3 separate regions of the Hordeum vulgare genome follow, and regions 1 and 3 are each linked to region 2. A link is a contact called in public Hi-C data. All regions are on one chromosome and are shown on one strand. Each heading gives the region's core, a stretch centred on a gene start, on an enhancer-like site or on the middle of the called end of the contact. The rest is flanking DNA. Distances are from core to core; before and after follow the strand shown.

Region 1 (4,237 bases), core at 1,386-3,885, 850 kb after region 2:
TTGGTTGGAGAAACCAAAAGCCAACACACAAAACGGAGGTAGCAAATAAACAACTGACCGAGTTTATCCATCTCACCTTTTGACAATTTCAGCCAACTGTGTGTTTTGCGTGGACGTTTTATGACTCAAGTGTGAAATATTATATTACACGGAGAGCAAATCCCATTCTTTTCCACAATAAATTCACTCGCATAGATATCTTTGTGCTGAATCATGCTGATCTGATTTATCTTCAAAAAGTAACATAGCGCATGGATCTTTCATCGATCACAGTATCCAACAGATAACAGATTGCCCACCAACTCTTACCTCTTTTGCTCTTCCCAACGGCTAACTTCCCCAGTTTGTATATATATAAACTAGTAGAGCCAAAGGACACCACTAAAGAAAAGGAAAATTGGATCCATATGCACGTCCGCATCGACATTAGTTTATCCACCGCCAAATATTTTTATGTCTACAGTTACAAAAGTTACAATGCATTAGTCTCGCGGTGATGTGCGATCCACCCGGCACTTTTTATAGAAGAAAAAAAGGAAGAAAAAGGTACGTGGTGCCTGCTTGCTCTCATAGTAAAACGAGCAATAAGCCAAGCGAATCAACAAGCGGACTTTATGTGCGAAAATGACCGTACGTAGCTAGCAAGAACATAATATCGAATCTGACGTAACTGGCGAGTACTATCTAGGTAGCAGCTATAATATCGCAGGCCAGCGCCTAGTGATGCCACTGTTATGGCACAGACATATATACCAGATAGAGGACGATGCCCCGCAACGGCCGGGGTCCATGTATCCACTCCGGATTAATTAGGTTTAGTAACTGGTATAGTAGTAGTGGAGTACGTACGTACCAATAACCAGCTCACCGGCTTCAGCAAATGTAATATACTAGGGATCGTGGTAGCTCCACAGGCTCTCCCCGGCCCCCGGCGGTTCTGGCCACTCGTCGGAGGCGGTGGGGCTCAGCCTTGGCGGGCTCATCATCATGCCCGCCGCCATGTTGCGCAGCATCTGCGGCATCTCGAAGATGGCCTCCTCGTCCATGAAATCCTCATTGCCCATCTGATGATGGTACGGCGTGCGGCCATCGGCGGCGCCTTCCCTTGCCATCATGCCTTGATGTCTCTGTTCCTCCGCTGTCGCGGCAATCGAAGCAGTGCCATCAGGCGCCTCCTCGCCGTGCGGTCTGTAAAGCTGGGCAGCTGCCGCGGCTGCAGCTGCGGCCGCGCGTATGTCCTCAGGAGAGGTAGACGCGGGGACCGGGCGCGAGGAGGCGGCGCCGGGGAAGTTGAGCACGGCGTCGGAGCCGCGCAGCGCGCGGGCGGCCACGTCATAGGCCGCGGCAGCCATCTCTGCAGTCGGATAAGTTCCGAGCCATATGCGGCGCGCCTTGCGCGGCTCGCGGATCTCCGAGACCCACTTGCCGTTTCTGCACCGGATGCCGCGGTAGAAGGGGTGCTTCCCGGTGGACCGCGGCGACGGCTCCCCGGAGCTCGTCGCCGCCAACGCCGTTGTTGTCCCCACCGTGTCGCCTAGGTGAGCAGGCGAGGAATTGGGCGAGGTAGGATTGCGCGGGGAAAGTTCGGTCGCCGGGCCAGCAGCAGCAGCTTGCACTTGCACCTGAAGAGGATCAGCAGCAGCAGACGAGGAGCTGGTTGCACAAGGCTTCTCAGCCATGTACTACCATTAGGGCACGCCCCTCTCTATATACCTACACGCATGCCAGAGCTGCAGTGCGCCTATCCTATGGAACTAGCTAATCTATGGTGCACGCAGCGCAGGTGTATGCGGGGCGGCGGGTAAGCGGTTAAGTACCCGTCGTCTCGATGTGTGTGCTGTGGGCAGAGACTGAGAGTAGTGGATTGGAAGTCTGGAAGAGGAGAGCTAGGTAGGTGTAGGTGTCAAGAAACGCACGAGGAGAACTGGAAGCGTGAGATCCGGCATGAGGCCAGGAGGGCGGGAGGTATATATGCGCTAGTAAAGAAGCGGGGGAGAAGCGTGAGGTCCGCCATGGTGAAAAGCTGATCTCTCTCTCCATGGGAGAAGAGAGGAGCGGCGCCGCGCGCATGCAGGCAGCTAGCCAGACCGCGTTGTTTGAGCGGGAGAGTGTGTGTATGGCTTGCGATGAGCTGTCGCCTGAGGAGCAAACAACAAGACTCCACCTAACTAATTAAGCATGCTAATATCAGTAGTGGTATTAGTTGCAGCGGCTGATCGAGTTCACCTCCTTCGTTTTACCTTCGCGGGGCCGAAACAGAGGGAGACGATGGCGACGTCGCTGTCCTAATTGATGGCCCGGCTTTTGTGGGGGTTAATTGAGAAATTAAGATCGGGCCGCTCAGTGTGATTGCTGATAATTTCTTTTGGGGCTAGCGAAAGATACGGCAGCTCCGTGTGACCGTGACTGACAGGTGGTGGCCTCCCGGTGCCTGCCAGGTGGGGGCTTTTGATTTGCTCGCTTTTCTTGTCAACCTTTTGGGCCATTTGGCCGCTTCTCACAAACTAGTCGTGGCCGCAGCTAAGCTACGTACTCCTGCTACGTTTCGGCATATATCGGCGCCCGGCTTATTTCAGACCGGGCTCCTTTGACAAAGCAAGTATCCTGCCGATTGTGTTTGTGTTAGACGGGACAACACATGCATGCACCTGGGGTTGGTGCCGTGCCCATATAGTTTTCTTTTTCGGGTACAAATTGAGCTATATATTCTGTAAAGTGATAAATTAAATCTATGCACATCCAACTTTAGTTGTGTCCTACAAGGAAAAAAAGAACCTTACTTGTGCGCCTTTTTCCATTGAATAAACAGTTCGATCGGGTACTTCTACGTTTTCCCAAACTAGAAGTCACTAAAATACTCTGTTCGCAACCGAAAGCAAGCATGTATGTCAAGAAGGAACTATTTATCACCCAGATGAAGAATAGCTTATTTTTCACTTGAGGTAATTTTGTGACTGTTTCATATAAAAAATACATTTGGTATATAATTGTTACATTCATATTAATCCGCTACACAAAATTGCGCATAAAAAGTAAGATATGAGTAATAAAACCATAAAATTAACATTTATATGTATAGTTTCTATTGTGTTTTTATATTCATAATTTTATGTCACGTAAAAGTATGTAGGAAAATATATCTTACCACCCGAGGATAGTTACCCTCATGTCTCATATACAACCGCATGGTCGTATATATAATAGATTATTATTTTAATTGTGTTCATACTATATTAAGACATTTAAAAGCAAACTATACAAAAAAATTGCATGTAAATCCATATTTTTTTGTATATTTAAAATATCTTCATGTTTGTATGTACAAAAAATATACTAGAAAAATAGTACATACTACCAAAAAAGGATGTATACTACTCTAATATTCTTATATACTACATACTACATGTACATACTCTCGATTTTGACAGATACTACGTATAACATACAAAACTCACATGAAGGTAACTACTACTGTATGGTAGTAAACATTTGGGATCACAATATTATTACTAGACCATGAACGGGGCACACTGTCGCACCCGTCCATTTTTTGAAAAGAACGGTTTGAATTTTCATATCATATAAGAAAGACTGAAGCATGGAAGTTAAATTTGATAAAAATCAATCCATACAATGTCGTTAATTGAAGTGAAGGAATTCCAATCGTTTTACAGAACAAAATGGGTGAAATGTGCAACACATATAGTTAGGTTGAGGAATGGATAATTTTATTGGAGGGAGCTAAAGCCATATGTAAGGGTAACATCAGCAGGTTATGTTACCACCTTCTTGTTCCTCCTCTTTTTACTATTTTCTGAATAATTTTGCACAAAACAGGCACAAAAGTAGAAAGTTTAAATCAGATCCACTTTTGTTAACTTTGGCAGCTTCACAAATATACACAATAAGAGTGAAGTAAGTATTGAACATAATATTACTTACATGATGGTACTAACCCACGTAACATTTAACTACACTGGGCCAATGAAAAATTAAATTGAGCGTAAGTTTCCTTCAACATAAGAATAATATATCAATAGTCGTGACCCACCCAACGCATTAACAGAGCTTCAAAACTTCAAAATTAGGAGATGATCTCACAACTGCTGCCCATTTGTCTCGGTTGTGTTAATCCTCCTATTCCCATCCTCAATAAACCATATGCATCAAAGGTTAGCGGTATGTGCCATGCACAGGAGCTCACGTGGAACACTTCCTTGAGCAAAATTATATATTC
Region 2 (4,669 bases), core at 857-3,356:
TTGAAGAAAACATAAAATGTTTGTGAATTCAAAAAATGCTCGGGATATTTGTAAAAGTATTCCCATATTCAGAAAAATGTTCATAATTTTGAAAACAATGTTGGTGAAAACAATAAAAGTCCATGATTTTGAGAAAAAAGTTTGTGTCTTATTTTTTGAGTGCAATTGAAAAAAATGTTTGCTAATTTAAAAAATGTTCATGCATTTTAAGAAATGTCATAAAATTTTAAGGACGTAATATGATCAGCATCCTTGAAGATTATAATTATTTTTTCTTTCGTTGCAACGCACGAGCCCTTTTGCTAGTCTCTCCCTAATAATAAAGCAAATTCGGTTTCTGGTCGTCCGTCTTGAAAATTACCCCTAAAGTTTGCATAAATTACCCATCATGCCACCGGTAAGTAATAGAAAACGTTTCTCAAACCGAAAAATCTTGAACTGGGCCGGCCCATGTAGAAACCTCCTATATTACGCTCTACACGCTGGGAGAATATCCAGCACACCGTATGGGCCGGCCCATGCACATGCGCCTGCTTTTAGTTCCGTTTATTTATTTATTTTCAGTTCCGTTTTATTTTTTTATTTTAAATACTTTAGAACTTTAAATAATCTTTAAAAATTTAATAAACTCAAAATTATAAATCAAAATATTTAAAAAATTAAAATGTTTGTAACTTCAAGAACTGCTCGGAGTTTTGTAAAAAATGCTCGCATATACAATAAAATGTTTGCAATTTTATAAAAATGTTTGTACAATAAGAATAGTCCATGATCTCAAATACAATTCCATGTATTAAAAACTATTAATGCATTTAACAAAATGCTTTCTAATTCAAAATATCTCCTAAAATTTTAAAAATAGCTAATGCCTGTTTTGATAGTTTCTTTTTTTATTTAAAATTTTCCGTTCCATTTTTGTTTATTTATAATTTAAATAATTTAGAATTACAAAACTTTTGCATATTAAAAAATAGGAATTTGGATTAAAATGCTGACGAATTTTTATTTTGAATTAAAAATAGGATTCAAAAAAAGCGCCAGATTTTTATATTTTTTCTTTGCAAATTCCAAAAAAATGTCCATGAATTTAATAAATATATTACTGATTTATAAAAATGTTTGTTTATTCAAAAAAACTTCATGCATTTTAAAAAATGTTTGTGAATTTAAAATAAAATCCTCCAGCATCAAAAATTATGTTCGTCTTTCTCTTGAATTGGTGGCCAATTCAAAAGAAAATATTTAAACCCGTTCGAAATATAAAAAATATTCACGATTTTTAGTAAATGTTTGTAAATTGTAAAAAATGTTCTCGATGTGAAAATCGTTCCCATATTTGTAAAATTGTTCACGAAAGATCTAATGTATGTAGTTAAACATTAATGGTTGTAAGTCTTTGTGACAATATAATTGTGTGAATTTTGAAGAATTAACTGTTGGATGGATCGGATTATTATTGTATGTTTTCTAAAAAAAATCTTGATATTCAGAATAAAATTTTGAGTTACCAAGATTTTTGACAACCATGATATATATTTTTTGAAAATGTAAAGATTGCTTCAACTTGTGAATAAATTTAAAAGAAAAAACATTTTCTTGCGTTTGTGCACAAAATTTCTAAATCAAGGATGATATGTGAACATAATGTGGTCACCATCATTGGAGATTATGTTTTTTTTCTTCCGTGGCAATGCGCGAGTCATTTTGCTAGTAATAATAAATAGATGATAAAAGACGTTCAGACGACGCAGTTCAAACGGATATTAACGATTTAAGGATCCACTTTGAAGATGTATTTGTAGTGGCACGTGAGAAAGTTGTTGCCACGTAGATAGAACAGATGGAAGAATAGAACACGTCGGGAGTCTTCCGTTTCGTCGAATCTCCGTGTCAGCGGAGCGACTCTCTGCTAACTAAACGTGGACTCTTCTCCACCTGTCTCGGTGGGCCGCGCACGCCCCTATCCAAAGGCAGTCGACCCCACTGACGTAGTAGCAGTGGCCCCGCATCATAGAGACATGACATCTCCAGCCAGTAACCGGCGGTCCAGCGGCGGTCGGCAGCAGCAATGCTAGGCCGCAAGGCCACTGCGCAAGGCAGGCACCCCCACCCTCACAAGTAACAGCAAGATACTCCCCATTCCCGGGAGTCCCTCTCTCTCTCTGCCTCTCTCACCAACTCCCGGATTCCGTTTCCCACCCGCCCGCTCCGCTCTGGGCGCATCATTCCTTGCCAGCGGCCCACGCAAGTCCCAAATCCCAAACCCCGCGCCGATGGACACGCAGCCCGAGCCCAGCCGCGCCGCTCTTATACGCCGCAGCCTGCTCGGGCAGCCGCGATAACGCCGCCCCTCGATCACGCTCGTTCGCCTCCCGCGCCGCCAGCGCGTTCGTACGTGCCGTCCGGCTCCGGTGGCCTTTTCGCGGCGGGATGCTGGGGTCCGGGCTGAATCTGGTGACCACGGTGATCGGCTTCGGGATGAGCGCCACCTTCATCGTCTTCGTCTGCGCACGCCTCATCTGCGGACGCGCCGCGCGGGCCGACGCCGAAGCCGACGCCGCCGCCGCCCGGGCCATGGCGCCGGGCCCCGCGCCCTTCGACTTCGACATCGAGTTCCGCACTGCGGATCTCGGTCGCACGGTGAGCTTACTCTCTGTCGTTTCCGCTGCTGGCAGCATGTTTTATATTAGCGTCCTGTGTAGCCGATTGACGTCGGAGTGGAACCGCATCCAGTGGAGATCGGTGCGCGCATGTGTTGCTGCCCACCAAAATTGCGATCGAAACGCGCAAAAGTTTTGTGGTGTGTTGATTCATTAGAACAAGAAGAAAATAATCTGGCTTCCCGCAGCCTCCCGTTGGCCACATTGCTTTTCAAGTTGTAGACAAGTTCAACTGTGCAGAGTATTATATGATCCAGTATGCGACATAGTCGACTGATCAGTGAAAGTGCTCAAGTACCTCCAATGAATATACGATGAATGGTTCCTTCATTTAATTTCGTCTAACTGAATAAAAAATTAATTTAATTCATGTAACTGAAGTTGTTAGGTGTGCATTCTGCTTTATACTTCATGCACAGATATATTGCTTGCTCACAACATCAGGGTTGCATGTGCATACTACATATCTTTGTGTGATTAACATTAGGTTTTTTTTTAAGAAAATATAAACTGATCTTGCATTTTCTTTTTAAAATATTACTGTACAAAGCAGATAAAACTAGGCCCAATGCACCTCAAAGACCAAACATGCAACAACTAGTCTCAAAGAAAAGAAAAGGAAGGAAATGGCATTGCTAAACTGGGTTGCGGATGTTATTTGGGGGACCGATTGCCCCATTAATAACCGTGCTAATAGTCCCATTAATTAATGAACTTAGTATGAGAGGTCTGCTTCTATCTGTCAGGCTACATCTCTTCGAGCTACATTGCTACCCGGCATTTGTTATTCTTCATTACCTTTAATTCTCACATTGTTTATGTTTCCTTGTTCTCTACCAACTCTGTACACGAAGTTTCAAGCTCACTAACTTGACTAAGCACATTAACTACGTTTTTTTAAGAAAATACTACCTCCGTCCCAAAATAAGTTATTCAAATATGACTCAACTTTGCACTAACTTTAGTACAAAGTTGAGTCACTTTTGAGTCACTTATTTTGAGACGGAGGGAGTACATTTGAAGTGTAATATTGTTTTATTTTTCAAAATTTATGCGGTCTTTCTTTATCTGTCCGATAGTGTTACAAAATTATTATTGTTACTTATACAATAGAAGCATTTACTCCCTTCTATTACCCCCGGGTATTTGCACTATATGATACATATGGCCGAAATTATTACATCCTTTATTACTCAGTGATCAAACTAAGATCTTGCCAAAAAGGGGGAAAGATCTAAACCAAGAACTACAAATTATTTATTACCATTTCCAAACGTATGCTTGTTGGATTTTCAGAGTCACATTATATGGTTAGCAGGATCATGAACAATTTGGTCATTTGCACTGTTAATCTGAACTATGGACAGTATTACCCCCTCATATTGAAATGTCTTGAATCTTTTGCTTTTATGACTGATTGGTTTCAAGACATCACTGTCTTAGGTACATTAGGTGTACGTCTACATAGGTTGGTCGACAGGTGATTAAACTTCTCTACTGTGAATGTGTTGTATATAAAGTGTATTCTGAATTGCTTGAGAGAAGTTAGAATCGGATTCTTGCCAGCACGTTCTCCTTTGGCATATCAACCTTTACAGTCATGCACTCAGGCTAACTTTTCTGTTGAAATGACAGTACACAAATGCAATTATTTGCCTTTCAAGAACCTATGCATGCACAACGTTTTTTATATGTCTACCATGAAAACTCAAAGCATTGTATCAATATTTTCTATGTTGCTCTAATTTCATCTCAGTACAAGTTACGGTGGGTTTAATTTTGCATTGCCAAAGTTCCTCGAAATGGTATGCATGGAGCACATTACGCCCCTTCCTACATTTTTGTCCATGGTTTGATGCCTGATAATTAGAAAACTGACAATAACCTAGTCCTGCACACTTATATATGACTGAGGAATTTATTCTAGTTGATTAATCACTTGTGCAATCAGTCGAGCATACCATTCATTGGCAGACTGAAACCGTGTAAGTTCCCATCATGCAGGAACT
Region 3 (4,272 bases), core at 1,210-3,709, 970 kb after region 2:
ATTGCAGCACTAAATGGTTAACATTGACAATAGTCGCGATATTTATTGGAGACCTACTTAAGAAAAACTTGATTTGTCTTGAGGAAAAAAATATGAACAAAATTCGAAAGCTCGTAAATTGTAAAAAAAACACGAATTTAGAAACTAGATTTAAAAAAATCCTTGATTTTGGAAAACATTTAATGAATTTCTCAAGAAATAATTGATTTTCATAAAAGTTCAATGATTTAAAAAGAGGTTCACCATTTTGAAAATAGTTCATACATTTGAAAAAGTAAATCATTGATTTTTAAAAAGTTCATCAGTTTGGAAAAAGGTTCACGCATTTTTAAAAACTTCATTGTTTTTGCAAAGAAAACTAGTTTGAAAAGAGTTCAGGGATTTTGACAAAATGTTTATTGAATATGAAGCAGTAGTTAACCGATTTGAAAAACATTCATTTAATTTGGAATTTTTCATCAATTTTTTCAAAAATTACAATTTTCAGAAAAATTAACTGATTTTGTATAATACTTAATGTATTTGGAAAAATGTTTGTGGAAATGAATAAACTTCGAGAATTTTCGAAAACAGAGGTTCATCATTCCCAAAAAAGTTCATAAGTTTGTAAATAAGCCACAAATTAATATGAAAATTAAAAAAGAAAATCTGGCAAAAAACATCTGAAAAAACCCAGGAACCAAGGAAGGAATAAAAGGAGAAAAAGAATCAAATGCTCACAGCGAGTGCGATAGCCTAGTGGTTAGTTCTCGCTTGCTTATGTTTTCGACTACTCCTTTATGATGCATATGCGCACATTCCCAAACGGGCGTCTGCAGGGCGCCCCCACTGGTACGAGATGGGCCAGCCCGTTTATCATGCGATTATTTTTTATAATGTTCAAAAAAACGTGCATAGTAAATTTTCAAACTCACGACCACTTTTGTCAGCGCTAAAGACAACTACCACTACGCCACCGAACAGTGGATGTTTCAATCCTGTTTTTTTCTGACAAATTCCCAGTCCCAACCCGGTTTTTCCCGCTTCATTCTCCTTTTTCTCTTTTCTCTTTTTTATTTTTCCATTTTTTTACCTTGTTCAATGTTTTTCTTCTTTTTGTTTGATCTGGTTCAACGATTTGAAAAGAGTTCATCAAATTTGTTCTTTCATTTCTTTTCAAATGATAAGCTATTTTCCATTTTTGAACTTTTTTTCAAATTTGATGATTTTTTAGCTGATTTAAATTATGTTAGGGGGATTCGATGAAATTTTTTCCAAATCGGTGAACTTTTTTATAAATTTAATGAACTTTTTTCCAATTCTATGAAGTTTGTTCCAAAATTCCATAACTTTTTCCAAATTCGATGAACTCTTTTCAAATTCGATGAACTTTCTTCCAAAATTGGTAAACTTTTTTGTAAATTTTATAAACTCTTTTTCGAAAATGAGTGAACTTTTTCAAAATTTCATGATTTTTTTCAAAATCAGGTTTTTTTTCAAAATCGATAAACTTTTTCAGTTTTAATGAAATCTTTTCAAAATTTATGACTCCTTCAAAAACAGATATTTGTTTTTAAAATTATAATGAATTGTTTTGAAATTTGATGATTTTTTCAAAATGGGTGAACTCTTTTTTACATTCAGTGTTTTATTTCAATTCGATGATTATTTTTTCAATTTCAATGAACTTTTTTAAAACTTGATTAACTTTTTCTTGAAATTTTTTGAAATTTTTAACTTTTTTGTTAACTTATTTTCGTAAATTCATGTACTTTTTTCAAATGCGATGAACTTTTTTCTATTCGATGAGCATCTTAGTTTCAAATTGAAAGGATATTTTCAAATCCTATAATCTATTTTAAATTTATCAGCTTTTCCCATATTTGTGAAATAAATATTCAAAATCGCTCATTTATTTTAGAATTTTAGTAAAGCTATGAACTTTTTTTCAAGAAATATTTAAAGTTGAAATAAACGGAGGTCGGTCTTTTTCCTAAACGAGCAGCGCAGCACAGCCAGAGAAATAAACCGGCGAGGGGAGTAAGTTTCTTTTCAGGGATCGAGCGAACCGACGAGGAGCTATGTTTTTAATGGGCCATGGCCCACTGCCGGTACCTATAGGCGCTCTTCTTCAAACAGGCGCCTGCAGCGCTAAATAGCAGGTCCCAATTTTTTTGAGTATTCACACGAATAAAATCATATACAGGCTGGCCCAAGTAACAGCGCCTTCAGCGTCAGTTAACAAACTGCACGTTAACATAGACTAAAGGCGTTGAATAGAAAATGCCAAATTTTGTCCCAAAATAAGAATAGAAAATGCCAAATAACGAACTATACATTACTATAAATACTAGGGTTATAGGAATTCCCTATTCGATGCGTCTTGCACCCAATTGGTGCAACTTTGCAGAGACAACCGGGAGGTCCTATTTGCCGCTCTCTACGGCACATTGCTGGCCGCATGCACACGCGGATATCCTACTGGGCCGGCCCAAGTTAACGACTAGCAGCGAATCTGGAGACCACAAAAAAAGTTAGTGACCAGCAGTTCAAAAAACCGAAACATTTTAGTAAAAATACCAGAGCATTTTTAAAAATACCAGAACATTTTTTCAAATTTCATAACATATTTTTTAATTTTGAAACAGTTTTTAAATTCCTGAACATTTTTTTAATACTAGAACAGTTTTCATATTTCAGAACATATTTGAAATTCCGAAACATTTTTTCAAATTCCGGAAAATTTTGCAAATTTTGAATTTTTCTAAAAAAATCCAAAACAATTTAGTAAAATATCAAAACATTTTTTAAATTCCGGAACATTTTTCAAAATTTCGCAACATTTTTTAAAATTCCGGAACATTTTTTCAAATCCGGAATATTTTTTCGAATAATGAAACATTTTTTCAAATTCCTGAACGTTTTTTATATTCTATAACATTTATTAAGATTCAGGAACATTTTCAAATTTCGAAACATTTTTTCAAATTCAAAAACAAATTTTGAAAATCCAGAACATTTTTAAAATAGAAACAAAAAATAAAAAAATCAAACAAACAAAAAACCGGTTCAGGGAATCTTCTAGGAAGATCCAAAAACCAGAAAAAACCGGCTGGAAACCTCTAGAAGATTCCCGAAACCGGAGGTATTGGCATATAAATGTGCCGGCCCATTCCCAAACGGTAATTGGGTGCACCTGCGCGAATCTCCGATAGGGTGGCGCAGAGAAGAGCATAAAATAGGGATTTCCGAGGCAACCAACGTGAAGAGCTCGGTGAGCCGGGTCCATTTAGCTGTTAGCGCACCTACTGCAGGTGGGTGGTTTTTCCCCGATTTTGGCAACCTTCTATAAGGTTTCTGAAAACAAGTTTTCTTTTTTCTAATGTTTTTTGTGGCAGGTTATCTTTCAGGTTTATTCTTTTTAATTTATCCTTCCTATTTCTTTTCTTTTATTTTCTTTTCATGTTTTAAACTTTTCTATTTCTTTTTAAAAGTTACCAAGTTTGAAAAGGTTTAGAATTGAAAAAATGCAAATTTCAAAATATGTTTATGGTATTCAAAAAAATGTTCTGTTTACATTTTTTCACAAATTTGAAAAAAAAATTCATGTTTTTTAGAAAATCTTCCCAGATTTACAAAAATGTTTAGGTTCCAGAAATTTTTGTCAGGTTCAAAAAGAAATTTTAAATGATTTGTTTTGTGTTTGATAACAATGTTTGTTTATTTCAAAACATGTTCACGTTTTTCAGCACAATGTTCGCCTTTCTGAAAAATATTCGCGCTGCCAAAACAATGTCTCCTACTTTGCAAAATGTTCGAAAACTCGAAAAAATATACTTAATGTTGAAAATGATCACGTTCCAAGAAAGTAATTGTGTTTTCACAAAAACGTTCGTATATTTCAAAAACAATTCATGTTTTTCAACATAATGTTCGTAATTTAAAAAAAATCGTCTTTGTGAAAAATGTTCGCGCTTTTGAAAAAATGTGTCCTATTTTGAAAAATATTGAAAAGTTCACAAAATATTCGCACAAATCAAAAAATGACCAACGTTTTACAGCATAATGTTCTTAATTTGAAAAAATGTTCGTCTTTCTGAAAAATGTTCGCACTCTCAAAACAAAGCTTCCTATTTTGAAAAAAATACAAAAATAGGAAAAATCACTGTATTGTTAATAATGATCACTTTCCAACAAAATGTTTGTGTTTCTGAAAAATGTTAGCATAGTTCGTAAAATGTTCACGTTTTTCAACATAATGTTCGTAATTGGAGAAACTGTTCGTCTTTCTGA

Evidence for each region. Hi-C and Micro-C count contacts between places; a contact is called where the count stands out from the background.
Region 1: a Hi-C map of leaf shows a contact between it and region 2, with 6 times the contacts expected there. The contact joins the promoter of LOC123402291 here to the promoter of LOC123404789 in region 2. A contact is called at or near these places in 3 of 6 Hi-C or Micro-C datasets (leaf and seedling).
Region 3: a contact with region 2 is called in a Hi-C map of leaf, with 3 times the contacts expected there. The contact joins the enhancer-like site here to the promoter of LOC123404789 in region 2. A contact is called at or near these places in 4 of 6 Hi-C or Micro-C datasets (leaf and seedling).

The regions. Positions count from the first base shown.
Region 1 is chr6H:438,683,619-438,687,855 of MorexV3_pseudomolecules_assembly, forward strand. It overlaps LOC123402291 (ethylene-responsive transcription factor ERF027-like), which reads right to left and starts at 2,636. Exons shown (of 1, transcript XM_045096192.1): 1 at 431-2,636. The coding sequence starts at 1,679. The coding sequence ends at 891.
Region 2 is chr6H:437,830,532-437,835,200 of MorexV3_pseudomolecules_assembly, forward strand. It overlaps LOC123404789 (RING-H2 finger protein ATL73-like), which reads left to right and starts at 2,107. Exons shown (of 3, transcript XM_045098733.1): 1 at 2,107-2,640. The coding sequence starts at 2,431.
Region 3 is chr6H:438,804,237-438,808,508 of MorexV3_pseudomolecules_assembly, forward strand. No RefSeq gene overlaps it. Among protein-coding and RNA genes, the nearest start is that of LOC123402182, 63 kb to the right of the region's middle. Within about 2 kb of position 2,460, at least 3 of the 3 cell types and tissues checked have open chromatin away from gene starts, as enhancers often do. A contact at or near this core is called in leaf and seedling, where this site is marked.